Linked DNA regions of Mus musculus: region 1 is linked to region 2. The links are chromatin contacts, called in public promoter capture Hi-C maps. All regions are on one chromosome and are shown on one strand. The core of a region is the stretch at or near the end of the contact, and the rest is flanking DNA. Distances in the headings are between cores, read along the strand shown. Region 1 overlaps Mok (MOK protein kinase). Region 2 holds the start of 1700001K19Rik (RIKEN cDNA 1700001K19 gene).

What was found. Promoter capture Hi-C pulls out the DNA fragments that hold promoters and counts their contacts.
Region 1: a promoter capture Hi-C map of neural stem cells shows a contact between it and region 2. The contact joins the enhancer-like site here to the promoter of 1700001K19Rik in region 2. A contact is called at or near these places in 3 of 39 promoter capture datasets (frontonasal cranial neural crest, macrophages and neural stem cells), 1 of 484 Hi-C or Micro-C datasets (muscle stem cells), 3 of 115 datasets of contacts at active chromatin or transcription factors (embryonic stem cells, pancreatic cancer cells and stem cell-derived neural progenitor cells) and 3 of 9 other capture datasets (adipose tissue, liver and pancreatic islet).

Annotation. Positions count from the first base shown.
Region 1 is chr12:110,802,268-110,807,803 of GRCm38.p6, reverse strand. Mok (MOK protein kinase) reads left to right here. Exons shown (of 12, transcript NM_011973.2): 12 at 1-6. It also overlaps a transcript of Wdr20 not described here. Among named protein-coding and RNA genes, the nearest start is that of Mok, 36 kb to the left of the region's middle. Within about 2 kb of position 3,318, at least 23 of the 459 cell types and tissues checked have an H3K27ac peak or open chromatin away from gene starts, as enhancers often do. A contact at or near this core is called in neural stem cells, where this site is marked.
Region 2 is chr12:110,680,441-110,686,352 of GRCm38.p6, reverse strand. 1700001K19Rik (RIKEN cDNA 1700001K19 gene) reads left to right here and starts at 3,734. Exons shown (of 6, transcript NM_025488.2): 1 at 3,734-3,782.

The DNA of each region.
Region 1 (5,536 bases), core at 2,069-4,568, 120 kb before region 2:
ACCTTATGCAAGGGTTTGTTTCATTTTCTTAATGTAAGGATCTGAGGTGACTTTCTATGAAAGAACAGATATGATGGGGCATGGCAGCTAGCTCGTGCCTGTAATTCTAGCACTCAGGAGGCAGAGGAGGAGGAGGCCTGGGCTATACAGTGAGTATCCCTGCCTCAAAAAGAGAAATAAAAGATAGACCAAAATCTGTGATGAGGGACGTAGGCTTAGTTGAGAGGCGGTTGTGCATGTTGTACCTCAGTGTTTCCTGACAGGACTGGCAGGTATTGTAGGTGTTGTGACTGTGGTACCTCCTAGGAATGCTGTTGGAGACAGAATCCCACTGAATAAGGCACTGTCACAGTGTCTCATCCAAACATTCTTCACTTAGATATGTTGAGCCACACCTTTGTGTTTGCTTTCCTGAGCTGCAGATGGGCAGGCTGATCTCCGAGTGCCAGCTTCAAGTGGCCACATTGTCTTGGCTGCCAATGCCTAGGCTCCTTTAGGGATGTCCACCAAGTTGACTGGATTGCCAGTGTTGCTTGGAGCAAGTAGGAAAGTTGGGGCACCTTGTGCCCTGGAAAAAGACACTGGGCTAGGGAGATAGTGTGCAGGTAAGATGCTTGCTGCATCTGAGGACCTGAATCAGGTTCCATAGAGTCCGTGTAACATCCCTATAACCCCATCACTGGGGAAGGGAACAGTACAGAATGGGAAAGACAGGAGGGTCTCTGGGGGCTTTCTGGCCCCTAAAGCGTGCTGAACCAAAACCCAGCAAGCTCCAGATTCAGTGAGATTATCCCGTGGGAATCAATGACTCAGAAAACAGTTAATGGCACACTAGGTGTCCTCCTGGGACTCCTGCACATGCGCATGGGTGCACTCTAGCACACAGTGTGTGTTCTCCTCCTGCCTGTTTTACTACAGGGAAGGGATGGAAACACTATAAAAACAGCACTGAGTGGACTCAGGGCAAAAGCAGCCATCAGACAGCTGGACTTGAGCACAAGATCCCCCTAAGCTCCTTAGGGCTTGTTTTTGCTTTTGCCATGTGGAATCCGGGGCCCCATGCACTCTGGGTAAGCAGTCTTAGCAGTAGCCTAGCCTCTGCTCAGTCCTGGGGAACAAAGGAATTGAGTATGCTTTTTTTCTTTTCTATCTTTTCAAATTTATACCATTTAAAAAGCAAAACTTCACAGGGAAGTATTGAGTCTCAATCTGATCCCTTCCTTAAGGACTCTACTGACCCAAGCTTCAGGCCACCAGGCAGGTGGGGGGGTTGGGGCAGTGACACCACAGGACAATGTGGGACAGCAGAGGGCAGTATGGGCGTGGAACATTGTGGGTATGGGTGTCCAGCACAGGCAGGCTTGAGACTGGAGATGGGGCTTAGAATGGGCAGAGCCAGGGCCTGGAGGGTCTCTTCTACATTTATGTGACAGTCTTGTGTACCCTGGCATGGAGGAGAGTGTCTGCAGAGAAGGGCTGTCCTGCCTTTGCTGTTGGTTTTAGGAGTCTCAGTCCAGTAGTATTAACCAGGCTCACAGGCAGGCCAGCACAGAAAGGGCCCAACGATGAGAGCTAGCAGAGCAGGCCTGACAGAACGGCCCAAAGGAGGACCTGCGTGGCTGGCAAGCTGGACTGAGCCTGGGGACAGGGTTAGGGTACCTGCCCCTGGAAAGGCTGCTGCAAGGATCTGAGAGGAAAGCAAGCCTCTCGGCTTTCTCGGCCTCCTGTGCGTCTGGCACACCTGCCCAGCACAGCAGCTTCTGTGAATCGTCACCATAGCATTCTGAATGGAAAGGCCAACAAGCCTCACCATTCTCTGACGTGTATCTAACATGACTGTAGACACTAGGGTGCAGCATTCCCTCTACCTCAGACTTCAGAGTGGCATCTGTCATCTCTTACAGTACCAGGTAAGTGAGCTGTTGTTACTTCCTATGGCTCCAGGACCTGCTGTATGCTGGGTGTCCCTGGTGTTAGGGCAGCTATAGAACCATATGGAAGACATCTTAGACCTCGGGGCTAGGGACTAATCTTAGAAACAGAGCCAGAAGATTGTTACAGGCACAGAGTCATCTAAGGTAAACTGGGACACATCTGGTCAAACACAGACCTGTGACACAGACTGGTGGAGGTTGGCCCCGAGTTGTCAGCAAGAGCCGTGGGGTACAACTGAGCATCTCGTCAAATGGGGCTCAAGTTTCCCACAAATACTTGCTGCCCTGGTGTCCACCTGGTGTCCTCCTGTCACTTCCTATAGATGGGGGCATCGAGGAGGGAGCCACTCTGGGAGGTCACCAGGCTCTGTGCTGCAGGCTTGGGTTTCGAGGGCAGTTCCTAATCACTTTCTTGTGGGTGTTTTGGACTCATAGGGCTGAGTTTCTCTGTGTGATAGATCAGTGTTCCAAGATGACAGGAACACCAAACTGTAAAATGTGCCAACACTTTCTTCTAATATGATCTGAGCATGTGATTCATAAATTGTACTTACATAGTGAGCAGGCTCAATGCCACCGACCCTCATGACCTACCTTGATCACCAGAACCTGCATGGTAGGAAAGGAGGAAAGAGCTCCCTCGAGTGTTCTAACTCCCTACGCAGTGTGCCTCTTGAATGAGGCACGGTGGTGTATGCCTGAAATCCACGCACTGAGACTTGGATGGCCGAGGGAGCATGACTGCTTTCATTTTGAAGTAATCTAAGCTACACTGTGAGTTCCAGGCTAGCCAAGGCCTGTCAAAACAGAACACAACAGAACAAACAGGAAAGAAGAAAGTGAGTCTTGGCGTCCTATGCTGCACCTTCCCAAGATGGAGGCAGGGCTAGGGGCCTTGCAGGCAGCAGCAGAAGGAAGCGGCTTCCCCAGCCTGGGAGCCAGGAACCTACGGTGAATGAAGACAAACTTGGGCTTTGCTTTGTGAACTGTGCAGTAGCATCATCCTGTGGCAAATTCATCCGGCCTAGCTAGAGCCCACACTCCTTCCTTCCACGGCCCCAGTTTAATGGGCTCATTTGGAGAAATGTTTTGATACCTTGTGGCTTACTCTCACCCACATAAAGCCTACATGGAACCCGCTGTGTATGATTCTTTAAAAGCTGTGGAAGCCCCCCCCCCCCCCAGCTTGGAAACCCGGGCATTGTCTCTATCACCGGCAGCAGCTCCAGGTGAGCGAGGAATTCAACCAGAGCAGGCAGACACATGCCAGCAGATGCCAACCCTCCGGAAGCCCCATGTGACTGATGTCCGAGCTAACTCTGTTCTGTGCTGCGGCAGAGGCTGTGGAAACGCACAGTATGTGGTTTCAGCTTTCAAGGACAGCAGGGGGACTCTAAGCCATGAGAAAAGGTCATGTGCCTACACCAAAGTCCCCATGCCGGGCAGCCCCATAGTGTGTGGACTTGGCCCAGAGCCAAGACTTCTCCGACAAGACGCGTTTTTAACAGACTGACAGGAGGATCAAGGACTGTGATACACAAAAAAATGAAGTACTTCAATACCAACCAAGAAATGAGGCCAAAACAAAAAGATCTATACAATTTAAGTTTAAAAAAGGATAAACAAATAGTATATTCAAGATAATTTTAATATTAATGTTTTTGTGAATTAGAAATATCACTCTTAAATGATGAAAATTACTAGTGGGAGTGACTATTTACCCCCATTTCAGAATTACATTATTTACACATATAATACAGACTTGATTGCATCGGAAACAACAGTACTAAAATAAATGTTAACAGATAAAAAGGGCATCTCCTCTCGTATCGTGAGGCCGGGAGCCCGTTACCCCATAGTCAAAGTCATTTCTATTAGCATTAAACTATTTAAGTGCAAACAATGTTTTAAGTCTATGATTGCAGCATCTGTCTGTCTGCAGCACGTGTTTAAGTTGGAGGTGACAGCTGTCTCCATGAGTGCATCCCAGGCTGTCTAATGACCACCTAACGTATAACACACATCAGTGCAAAACCAGAGCCAAGTGCTATTTAGAACAGCTTGATTTAAGGTTTCTGTTCAAGAAACATTTTACTTTACACTATGTATATATGTGTGTGTATATATATATATATATATATATATATATATATATATATATATATGGATTTAGTTACATTGAATTTTAGAGTAAAAAGCAAGAAAACTCCATTTCTCAGTTTTTACTGCAGCCCCAACAGACTGACTTAAAAATGGAAACAACTCTTTGGGTTTAGCAGCTCCACACAGCCCTGCAGGCCGCTGCTGCCTGCCGCCTGCCTGTGGCTCCAGCGCAGCTCATGGCTCCGTTGTCGTCTGTCACTCCCTCGGTCCACGCGTGTCCGGGGAGCCTGGGAGCAGCAGTGCACCTGCTACACTACAGTCCCACCTGGAGAAGTGGCCTGGTTTGGGGATGACAACAAGCCCTGTGAACAAAGCAGTTTCCATTATTCCAGCAAGACACAGGGCAGTGCAGAGAGCCCTGGAGCTCACCCTTGCCAGCCAGCATCCTTTCCAAGGGCTGGAAGCCAGGCTTTAACACACTCTCTGTTCACCTAGCTAATTCTCAGAGCATTGTACTGTGCCTGGATCGAGATTTTGCCTCAACAGCTGCTAGAAGGAAGGTGGAGAAGGTGTTTACTGGAGACTATCAGAGCCTTTGGGAGAGGGTGTGGCTCAGGCAATGTAGCTGAGGACAGGGTCAGAGCCAGGTAGTCCTCCAAGGGCAGTCTAGTGGCACTTTTAGAAAGGCATCTTCTCCTGGGGTGCACCTGCTTTCTTGTGCAGCACCCCAAGAGTTAGTTTGGCCAGTAGATAGGCGCTGCAGAAAAGGAGACCAGGCCCTGGTGGTGATTCCTGCAGCTAGGATGGGTAACGGGAGGAGCAGCTACCCACACTGGCTAGCACAGAGCCTAAGCACCCTCAGAGCCAAGGGCACTCACTCACTCCTGGGCTGTGTACACTCAGTCACATCAGAGCCTGCTGCTCAGTTCTTAGGAATGTGACGGTTACAGCAGCAGAGCATTAGAACTTGGCTCCAGGGAATGAACCCAACATCTTTCAGCTGTCCCGAAGGATTATTCACTTGTTGAGTATTATTTACAAGTGACAACATTTAATGCTAAGTAAACCCTGCTACATTTTCCTAAGACTGTTAGTGCAGACATGAGGGCTGACAGTTGTGAGTGGGCCATCGGCTTCACCCCAGGCTGGGCTGGGAGGGCGGTAGGGAAGAGCTGGCCCACTGCAAACCACCTGGCCTAGCCTTTCTTACCTCAGGCTGGAAATCTATTTATTGGTCAAGACAAAACCAAGAGGCAAGAAGAGATGGAATGCAGCAAGGGCCTCTGCTCTGCATCTGTAGGAGCTCTTATCCTCAGACCCTGTCCAGATAATGCATGGGAGGGCCACGCCCCTCGCAGCCCCTGCAAACCCACCACGCCAGTGAGGGAGGCTGGTGCACATAGCGCAGGATCCAGCAGCTCTGGCCCACCCAGCCCCAGGTTGAGGACAGCACACATGCGCAGCCACTTGAGTATGTAACCAACCTCCTGTGCCCAGGC
Region 2 (5,912 bases), core at 2,485-4,984:
GAGAAGTTTCAATGCTTCCCCTCACTGAGAACTGGCTTCAACTGGAGACATTTTGCCTGCTAATCTTAGAAGAAATGTATATGAACGTCCTGTGTGGGCCACATGGAAAATTCAAGAAAGCCTAGCTGTCCTGGAACTAGACACGCCTGGTAATTCTAGTCGATTGCAATTAAACACGCTGAGCAATACAGAAGCATCCAGACAAAACTAAGGGACCCACAGAGTATTTGGTTTTCGCTGTTCTACATAAACCCTCCGGAGACGGAGGCAAGTGTCAGAACACTGGCCAAGAATGGAGTCACATGATGGCAATTCTGAGCGCTTGTGAGAAAGCAAGAGTCTTGTGATCTCGGCTTCTTCAAAACCATAGCGTTGGTCTTGGGCTGCGCTAGCTGCCCCTCCCAGGTGTAGAGAACGGGAGTGAGTTTACTTCAGATTATTCACTAAGATGGCCGGGGCTATTGGTGTATATGCCTCCATGGGAGACCTTTGGGCCACGTGGGGCTTGTCTGTGTGATTATATACAACTTGAATTTGTGAGAATAATGACACTCAGGCATCCACTCTGGCTCAGTAGTTAAGAACACTGGCTGCTCTTTCAGAGGACTGGGTTCAATTCCCAACACCCACTTGATGCCTCATAACTGTAACTCCAGTTCTATGGGATCCGATGTCCTTGGCTGGCCGCCGCAAGCCATTGGTGGCTTACCCAGCACAGTAAGCCAGCATGGTGGCTGGTCCCTTTTGTGCTCCAATAACCAACTTCAGGCAACAAGTGTCCTCTGGTGCAACAGTTGTGTGAAGGTTCCAGGGGCAACCAATCCTTCTCTGATTGGATCTGAGGTGTGCTCCCCACGAGAAAAGTCATCCCTGGGACTGTAACCCTGTCAGAATCCTGTGGCTTAGGAGGTCACAGGACCCGGGGAGAGCCTACTGCTGTCCCGCTAGATGGACTTGCTGAACTTTATGCCTCTATCACAGGTTACTGCTGCTTTCAGCCTTAGCCAGACTCTTTCTGCTGTGGGCAGCAATACAGACAGGCTCGCAACTGTCAAAGCACTGGGAATAGGTGACTGTTGAGAGCCTGGCCCTAAGTAGGACGTCTGTATCAGCAGCCAAGGTCAGGAAATAGGGAAGAGGGACCAAAAAGAACACAAGATCTGCAGAATGGGAGTCCTGGGAAATACTGTCTTCTGCATAGTACAGAGAATCGCATGTATGGACAGCTCCCGTGACTGCACAAAGCCTAGACAACCAAGCCAAGAAGGCCAGCTAATGTTCCAGCCAGCAATACTAGGTAAACTCGGTGGGTTGCCAAAGACGAAGTCACAAGAGCGGGAGGGGGACATGTTGAGGGACATCAGGAGGGAAGAGTCGAAGTGGATAAGATCAAAATGTGTTGTATACACAGACGCAGTTGTCAAAGAATAAATGAAAGATGCAGAAAAAAGAGAAGGGATGTGTAAGGCAGCCAGGTGTGCCACTCAACGGTAGAGCTTGTGTGTGGCCTTTGTAAGGTGCTAATTGGATCTCTGCCGTCCCGTCCCATATCTGCTTCTCCCACTCTGGGAGTGTCAGGCCCCTCACTCACCCGCCTGGACTGGAGGGAGAGATTAGCTGGGGCGAGTGAGTGCAGGTAGAATTTTTGGGTCAGTGGTGAGTTCAAGGGCAAGGGACACACACACAACACAGGAACAGCTTTGGGTTTATTGGTGTGGGGAGAGGGGTATTTATGCCCCCGGGAGGTGCCAGGGTTACTGGGACAAGGTTGGTGTGACTGCCAATTATCATTGGCCAGGGAAGGAGTGTTGGAAGACTCAGGGGAGGAGGGAGCCTTATAGGGTCAAACAAAAGTACTAAATTCCTACTAGGGTTGATGGTGGGACAGCTGGCTTCATGGTGTCAGGTTGGAAGCGTGTGTGTGTGTGTGTGTGTGTGTGTGTGTGTGTGTGTGTGTAACTAACTCCTGCTATCCTCATCTGAGGTATCCAGGGTTGAAGCACTCTTCCGCCTTTCCTCTGCAGTCCTGGGCCATAGATTTCTAGCATAAAAAGAATAAAAGACAGGGCTGGAGAGATGGCTGAGCAGTTAGGACCACGTGCTGTTCTTGCAGAAGACACAGGTTCAGTACCCAGCATCCATCTGGTGGCTTATAACCATCTTACCCCACTTGCAGAGAATCTGACACCCTCTTCTGGCATCCAGTGGCAGGCACATGGGCAAGACACTCATAACACTTAAAATAACTTTTGAAAGACTAGTCTTAAAAAAAAAAAAAGGGGCTGGCGAGATGGCTCAGTGGGTAAGAGCACCCGACTGCTCTTCCGAAGGTCCAGAGTTCAAATCCCAGCAACCACATGGTGGCTCACAACCATCCGTAATGAGATCTGACTCCCTCTTCTGGAGTGTCTGAAGACAGCTACAGTGTACTTACAATAATCAATAAATAAATCTTTAAAAAAAAAAAAAAAAAAAAAAAAAAGGATAAAGGAAAAACAGAAAGAATACCCAATACCAGTAGGTTGTGCCCTCTGAGTATGTTGGAATGTGGCCTGAGGGGTGTCTGCCCACTGCAGCTGGTCTGCAGCTGGTCTTGGCTCTCAGATTGGGTATGACTGGCTGCAGGTGTCCCAGCTTCTTGCTTAGAGATACAGTTTCTCAAGGGATCTTTTATGTCCCTTAATAATCCACTCTTACTTCCTTAGGTGTTTGTTGTGGAGATGGGGTCTCATGTAGCCCAGGCTGGCCTTGAACTTACCAAGTAGCCAAGGATGGCCTTGACTCTTCCTGCCTCTACCTTCTGAGTCCTGCCTGGGATGGCCACCACACATGGCTTCCTTCCTTGAGTCTTGCACTGGGCTCCACGTGTGCACGATTTCTCTGTGTGGCTTTCCATTTGTGTATTTCGGAGGTACCAAAGGGTCAGTGAGACAAGAAACTCCCCCAGGCTCCCAACCCATTGCCTGTTACTGAATTATTCCCTCATCTTGTTCCCTTTTCCTTAATGCTTCTCTGTCCTCATGCATACACAGGGACTGGGAACCACCTTTAAAGGCACAGGTGACCAAGGGACGCTCTTTCTCATCCATAGCTTGAGGGTCTTGGGAGTTCAAGTTGGCTCAGAAATTGGGATTCAAAGTCCCCAGGGCAGCTAGGGAATGGCAGAAGAGGAACCAGATAATGACACGCAAACAGCTCTGCACAGATGGCAGAGGGGACGGCTTGGCTCCTTTAACCCTAGTGTCCCACAGAAGGAAGAGCTGTGGGCAACTGGAAGGGGAGATGGCCTAGTGACCTGACTATAAGAGGAACTAGGTGGCAGGGTGGGACAAAACCGGCTGTGTGGCCAGAATGAGAATTTGGAAGCTATCCTAAGGCACAAGACAGTCCTCGAAGTCTTGGTGGCCTCTCTGGTCTTAAGTGCACCCCAGCAGAGTGCCTTGCACCCAAGGAAGGAAAGGCTTTGAGGAGCCCCGTGGCTGTTGAGGATCAGGCCTGTATGCACAGGATAGGGACAACTACCCATGCTGTGTGAAGCAGGCAGGCAGCAGAACTCGGGGCACAGGGAACTGAGGGGGGGAACTGGGAACTGTGGTTTAGGGCCTATGGTCCGGAGTGCACACGTGGATCTCTTCCCAGTCACAGCCCCAGGAGCAGTCACACTGGGTTGCCATGGAGATACCTGTGACATCATGCAGGCCTAAAGCACAGGATACCTGCCTCCTCCCTTCTTGTCTCACAAGTGATTCCCTGGGGACCAAAATGAACATGCTACCCAGGAGGTAAGTCTAGAATGGCAGTCCTTGTCCTCCAAACCAGAAGCCTGGAGCCAATGAGCTTTAAATAACCATTAGCCCCAGGATTGCTCTAGCTGCCTCACCAGGTTCACAGAGCCCTAACTCAGTGGCCCCTCTCCAGCTACTGTTAGGGGCTCCTCGTCATTTATACCACCTAAATTTGAGCCGACTTTCTTGGGGACAGAATAAGTGTGGTCTGGTTTGGATCTCTGAACAGATGTGGTCACATGTGTTCCACCAGGTATGTACCTCCGAAGCCACTGTCCCCACAGGGCACTTGTAAAGGACAGGATAGGGTGTGTGTGTGTGTGTGTGTGTGTGTGTGTGTGTGTGTGTGTGTAAGGTCCCTGATAAGAGGAGGTCATTCTTTGACAATGAAGATGTGACCCCCTTGGAGTAGGTATCCCTGCCCTCCTGCCTTCTCCAGGGCTCTGCTGTTTCAGGGAACCTCGTTGTGAAGTGGGTAGATGACAGGGGTTGGTTCCTCATTTGCCCTGAGCATGAAGACTGGGGTTTGAGAAGGGCCAGGCGATGCATAATGCTGAGCAGCTTTGAGAGAGCAGGGGCTCTGCCCAGAGCTGAGCACCCCTCTCCTCCCCCTTGAACCCATAGGAGAATTCTGGGGCACCTTGGAATTAACGTGATGGATTAGCATCTACATGCAAAGCCATGGCAGGGTGGGGGTGGGGAGTCTAAAATAAAATACTATTTTTACTTGAAGTTTCCTCTAGACAAAACTGACTTGGAATCAGAACTGAAGCCCCATTTGCAGCCTTACCAAAGTCTGCCTTGCACTTGCTGAGTTCCTCTGCGAGGAAGCCATTTTTATTTTTATTTTTAAGATTTATTTATTTTCATTTATATGAGTACACTGTAGCTGTCTTCAGACACAGCAGAAGAGGGCATCAGATCCCATTACAGATGGTTGTGAGCCACCATGGGAATTGAACTCAGGACCCCTGGAAGAGCAGCCAGTGCTCTTATCCACTGGGCCATCTCTCCAGCCGGAGGAAGCCACTCTATGTGAGCTCTGATCCCTCTTTGGGCTAAGCCCACCTTTCTCCCAGGAGATTGCGCCCCGAGATTCACTCCCACTTTCTGGGACTGCAGCCAGGTTTCCAGCTTGTCTTTCTGGACACAGCCCCAGGGGTTGTGACAGGGTTTGGGGGTGGGGTGGGGGTGAAAGATGACATCACCAGGCTAAGCAACAGCTGCCCTCTGCCCTCCTCAAGAAGGGAGGGGCCCCTGGGAACACTCGCAGCCTGTTCCTGCGGCTGCCTTGTTGACAGACATCTCATTTTTATCGTTTGCATTGAGTTTGTTCGCTAGTTAGTAGCTCTTTACTGAGGTGTTATAATAATCTGTGCTCCCTGAAAAAAAGATTCACTAGAAAAATTTGTCAAGGAAGGGTTTTTTGTTTTGTTTTATTTTATTTTTTGTTTAAGTCTGAGTGTCTGTCTGTCTGTCTGTCTGTCTGTCTGTCTGTGTATCATGTGAGTGCAGTGCCTGCTGAGGCTAGAAGAGGGAGTCAGATGGGAACTGGACAGATGGTTGTGAGCTGCCCTGTGGGTGCTGGGAATTGAACCTGGGTCCTCGGGGAGAGCAGCCACTCCTCACCCCTGCGCCACCCCTCCAGCAACTCTCCTCTCCCTCTTTTCTCAGGAAGGTGTCCAATGCTTAAATGAATCCCCAGTGACTGAGGTGATCCACCCAGCTTGCAGCTGTGGGGCTAACCCCAAGATTCTTTTTTTTCTTTTCTCTTTTCTTTTCTTTTAAAAAGATTTATTCATTATATGTAAGTACACTGTAGCTGTCTTCAGACACTCCAGAAGAGAGAGTCAGATCTCATTATGGATGGTTGTGAACCACCATGTGGTTTCTGGGATTTGAACTCAGGACCTTTGGAAGAGCAGTCAGTGCTCTTAACCGCTAAGCCATCTATCTCTCCAGCCCTCTTTTCTCTTTTCTTTTCTTTCTTTTCTTTTCTTTTCTTTTCTCTTTTCTTTTCTCTTTTCTTTTCTTTTTAAAAGATTTATTTATTTATTATATGTAGTACACTGTAGCTGTCTTCAGATGCACCAGAAGAGGGCGTCAGATCTTATTACAGATGTTTGT